Regions from separate parts of the Gossypium arboreum genome. Here region 1 is linked to region 2. Evidence: chromatin contacts called from public Hi-C data. All regions are on one chromosome and are shown on one strand. Each heading gives the region's core, a stretch centred on a gene start, on an enhancer-like site or on the middle of the called end of the contact. The rest is flanking DNA. Distances are from core to core; before and after follow the strand shown. Region 1 holds the start of LOC108467348 (caffeoylshikimate esterase). Region 2 holds the start of LOC108474491 (pentatricopeptide repeat-containing protein At1g15510, chloroplastic).

Region 1 (2,700 bases), core at 133-2,632, 180 kb after region 2:
TTGTTATCCGGCATAGTTGCCCATGTATCAGCTAATCCGAAGAGCAGACCGTACACGAACAACCGCACCTTACTCGGCTTCATGTTCTCAGGCATCACAAAGAGCGGCGCCGAGAAAATTAGACCGGTCCAAGTTTCAGGGTCGGATTGAAAGTACATGAGCATTGTTGCTGCTCCTCCCATGGATTCACCAAACAGGAATGCGGGTAAGTTTTTGTATTCATCGCTGTTCCGGACGTGCTTGAAGAATGATAAGGATGTTGCAGCAACTTTCTCCATGTCACCTACATTAAACAATCACCACCTCTGTTGATGAACTTCAATAGCCAAGTATTTAATCATTTTTCTTCAAATATCCCATAGTTTAATATGATGATAAAAGTCTGATATTACAATGATATAGCTTAAAATCCCAGTGGAAGGTGAACAATTGTTGAATCAAAAGTTCATCAAAATAACATGCTACTTCAAGTTTGTACTGCAGACTGGGAGGTTAAGGATGGAAGCAGCTAGGTGACTAACTAGAGGGCTTAACTGATTGGTATAATATCAACTTTGGTCCCTTTTAGCTATAAAATCTTAAATTTAAGCAAATCTTTTAACTTCGGCCCCCTAAACTTTTAAAACTTTATTTTGGCCCAGCAACAAATCCCTGGAGAAGAAGGGCGACATGAACTCCCTAATTTTAACTTATATCAGGTGTTTTTTTTTTTTTTAATTCATTCATATTATATCTTTACTTAACCCTCTGCTTATCTCAGGATTACTTCTCTTTCAATCCACAAACATAATATATATATATAGATATATACATATCTACTCCATAACTTTCTCAAAAGTTTATCTTGAAGTTATAAAGTTTTTTTATATTATTAAAATATAATCATCGGATATCCAGTTTATAAATAACATTAAAAAAAAAAGAAAGAAAAGAAAACAGAGATAAATTACCTAAGTAGCAGCGGAGACCCTCGGATCTGCCATGGCCGAGAAGATCAGCGGCGAAAACAGCATAACCCCAATTGGAAAAGTTGATGCAGATCTTCTGGAAGAGCCAACCAGTGTCGGATCCATAGCCGTGGGTCATGTAGACGGAGGCCTTCACTTTTTTATCCAAGGGTAAGAAGCTCTGGGTGAAGAGCTTTCCGTTGGGAGTGTCGAAGTAAGACTTGGTGTTGCGTACACCCTGCGACCTGTAATAGTCTTCCTCCGGCATATCACCCCAGAAATTCGCCGCCGCAGCTGCTTCGCCTGCCATTTTCGCTGAACTCTCCCAACGTAAATGCGCGTTTGTTTTTTGGTGCGGAAATGATTTTTGGATTTTGTTGATTTGATTTTATTTTCTGGGCAAAGTGGGAAAATAAGTTTACACCAACCGAGTTCTTTGGGAGTGGGTAAGAGTTGGTGGACTGACTTTTGGTGGGCTCCACTTCAGGGGTAGGTTTGGAATTCCATTTTATAAATAAAACTGTATGAATGTTGTAAGAAATTGGATTTCTAATTATATTTTTTATTTAATAAATAAATTCAATTTTATTGTTTGGATTTACTAATTTTTATATGAAAATGCAACACAATGGTTTTTTAAGGAAACACAATGCTATAATAGTTAAAAGAATAACGAAAATAAATAAATAAATAAAATACATAATATATGTAACAGGTTTTTATACAAGAAAGATTTAAACTTGTAGTAAACGGATGTTTGAATAATTTATGCAACAGTTTTTAAAATTCGATTATAAACTACTATTGAAATTTAATTTTTATGATAATTAAGTTTAGTTCAACAATAACTTTCAACTTTGAAACCAATGTGTAATTTTTTTAAATTAAATTCATGTTTTAATTTGAGAGTAGTTTTAATTACAATTTTAATAAATTAAACTCGAAAAATAACTCACATTTTTACATTCTAAAACCTGATTAAATTGAAACTTCATTTGCAACCTTGAAGTCTTGATTGAGTAGAATATCGAAACAGACCTTAGCAATATAGCATTTTGTTTAAGAAAGGATAAGGCTGTTTATTATTAAAAAAAGAAAAGGTATAGGGCCCCACCTACGTTGGTAGGTAGGAGGCCCCATTCTCACCAACCGCCAGCCCAACAAGTCTAGTTAGACTCAATGTATGAATTATGAAAGGCCTTAGCAATAAGGTCCAAAGACATTTCATGGGCCTACAATCTATTATTTTCTCACTACTTGCTTCTTTATATCATTTCACTTTCTTTCTACGCTTTGATTTATTATTATTATTATTATTAATTTTTTTTACAAGTGAATAAGCACATTGCACATTACAATGAAAAAGGAGGAAAAGGTTTACAATTATCGGGATAGATTCCGAAACCTCATGCCAATTAATCAGTGACGTGATTGACAATTTTACCTTCTTTATATATATATATATATTATAAATTCTAACCTGAAATAAAATAAAATATTAAAAGTATTTAATAAATAAATAATATTAGGGATAAAAATTTATTCGATGAGGCCTATTCACTAAGAATATTCATGCTGTAGGGGTTGAATCATAGGAATTCCCTATTAATAATGTGTGCGGATAATACGTATGGTAAAACGAATTATTTTAATAATTAAAAAAATTAATGATCAATTATGATTGGCGAAGAGTTTTGAGTGATTAATTACAAATAGCAGTTGTTTAAGAGTGGATTGGTGGATAAAAATGAAG
Region 2 (2,700 bases), core at 34-2,533:
TGTAAGTATCCAAAGCTTTATCAGGCAGTACGTTGTTCTCATAACCCGAGATCATTGCTGTCCAAGAAACTACATCCCTCCATTCCATCCTATCAAAAACCTTCTCTGCTGTTTCCCAACATCCTAGACTAAAGTACATTTGAATCAAAGAATTACAAACTGAAACATCAGCCGACATCCCTGTTACAATCACATATCCATGAATTTCTCTGCCTAATCTCTCATCTCCAAGGCTCTCACATGCAGAGATCACACTCGTCATAGTCATCAAATCTGGATCAAACCAGTGCTCACGCATCTTAAAAAACAACCTTATCCCTTCCAAATACTCTCCATTCTCAAAATATCCTGAAATGATTGCATTCCAAGATATCCTATCTCTCCTAGCCATTTTATCAAACAATAACCTCGCTTTTGGTAAATCCCCACACTTTACGTACATAGTTATCAAAGAATTAATCACGTCAACATCTGCCTCAAACCCGAACCTAATAACATGAACATGAACTTCTTTACCTCTTTCCAAATTTGGAACAGCACCACAAGTTCTCAAAACGCAGGGGAAAGTATAAACATCAGGCTTAAACCCGACCCACAACATCCTATGATACAAACACAAAGCTTCATCGAAAAAACCTTTTTTTGCGTACCCACTAATCAAAACATTCCAAGAAAAAACATCTCTTTCTAGCATTTTACCGAAAACATACCAAGCATCACCCAATTTCCCAAACCTCACGAACATACTCAAAAAAGCATTTCCAAGCCTAAGACTCAAACAATTACTCGAATTCGATACATAACAGTAAACTTTAGAACCTTCTTCAAAAGCTTTCTTCCACTCACAGAGTCTGACCATACCAATAGCCGTGTCTTCATCTAATGGAATCTGCAATTCTTGCATTGAGTCAAGGTAGTTTAGAGCTTCTTGGAGTTTCCCATTGATACAAAGAAGGTGGAGATGGGAGTTGGGGTCGCTGCTGTTCAAGGAATTGGTGTTAAGGAATGAGAGCTGCTGTTGGGGTTGCGTTGAGGAGATTTGATGGGTTTTCCGTCGGTTCGAGAAATATAGGAATTTGGGTTTTCGGAATTTTCTGTGGATAGGACTTGGGAGGTCGGATTTGATAAGGCTTCGAGGAGTTTTTGCAGAGAAAGCCATTTTTGAAACTACAAAGCATTGCTGGTTTTGACGGGGTTTTTCTGAAGGGTTTAAATCGTCCTGGATAGAAGATAAAGCCAAACGCTGTCGTTTGCGGTTGTGGGGAATTTTTGAAATGGATATGCTACACCTAAGTCACTAAACTATTAGTAAATTTATATTTTGGTCACTTAACGTCAAAATATTACAAAATTATCACTGAACTATTCAAAAGTTTTTATTTAAGTCACTTAACTATTTGAATATTTGTATTTAAATCAACTAGCTATTAAGTTTTTTTCTAAAATCTGGCTAATGAGCTCCAAGCAATGATTCGATGATCGATACAATGAATCAATGCCCATCAAAGAGTAAAAAAATATATCTTAGATCCAAGTCAATTTAACAGTCAATGTTGGAGATCAAAAAAGAAAGCTACTTGGGTTTTAGTTTGCAAATTTGTGATGTTCAAAGGTACTTTATGAAAAAAAAGGCTTAAGGGAGTAAAAATCCCTCAAACTTTTTCAAAAAAAGCAATTAAGCCCTTCTTTTTTTTTCTTTTTTTTTTCACTTAATTGAGCACTTGAACCCTCAAGCTTCTTCAGAAAAAGCAATTAAGCCCTTGTTTTTTTCACTTAATTAGGTACTTGAACTCTCGAATGCATCAAAAGACCCTCAATTTGTTTCAAAAAGTAATTAAGCACCACTTTTATTAAAAATTAGAAAATAAATTATAAAAATAATAAATTTTAGAAAAAATTAAAATTAATAAAAATATAAAAATTTTAAATTTACTAAAATAGAATTTTTTTATAAAATCATAAAAATAAAAATTGTTAAATTTTATAAAAATCATAAAAAGTTAAGGACCCTAGCTTTTTCAATTAAAGTCATCAAGTGTCGAACACAGTGTGACATGTGGCAAAAATGATAAAAAAATTAAAATCAATAAAATTATAGAAAAATTATAAAATACTTTTTGGTAAGATAATTTTATAATTTTTTATGAAATTTATATTTTTTACATTTTGTATAATTTTCTTACGAGTTTATAAAATTTTATAATTATTTATATTTCTATATATTTTATATTTTTATAAAATTTTACAATTTTTATATTTTGTACGATTTTTATAATTTTTTATAATTTTTCTAATTTTTAATAAAATTAGGGCTTAATTTTTTTTGAAAAATTTTGAGGGTTTTTTTGATGCATTTTGAAAGTTCAAGTATTCAATTGAGTGCAAAAGAAAAATAGGGGCTTAATTGCCTTTTTTGAAAAGATTTGAAGGCCTTTTTGATCATTTTGAAGGTTCAAGTACCCAAATAAGTGCAAAAAAAAAAAAGAACTTAATTACTTTTTTTTTTTAAGTTTGAGGCCTTTTTGCACCCTTAAGTAAAAAAAAAAAAACTAAACTATAAAAAAGAATGTAATGAAGAACTTTCAATTGGTAATTGGTATAAGCGATGAGAACAAAGAAGGCCATACAACAACAGTTTTAACATCTGAATGCCTTAAATGAAAATTTTCGAATAATTTAGTGACCGCTTTGCAACTTTTT

The links. Hi-C and Micro-C count contacts between places; a contact is called where the count stands out from the background.
Region 1: a contact with region 2 is called in a Hi-C map of leaf, with 4 times the contacts expected there. The contact joins the promoter of LOC108467348 here to the promoter of LOC108474491 in region 2. A contact is called at or near these places in 2 of 5 Hi-C or Micro-C datasets (both in leaf).

The regions. Positions count from the first base shown.
Region 1 is chr2:21,510,942-21,513,641 of ASM2569848v2, forward strand. It overlaps LOC108467348 (caffeoylshikimate esterase), which reads right to left and starts at 1,383. Exons shown (of 2, transcript XM_017767984.2): 1 at 951-1,383; 2 at 1-283. The coding sequence starts at 1,257.
Region 2 is chr2:21,328,695-21,331,394 of ASM2569848v2, forward strand. LOC108474491 (pentatricopeptide repeat-containing protein At1g15510, chloroplastic) reads right to left here and starts at 1,284. Exons shown (of 1, transcript XM_017776432.2): 1 at 1-1,284. The coding sequence starts at 1,159.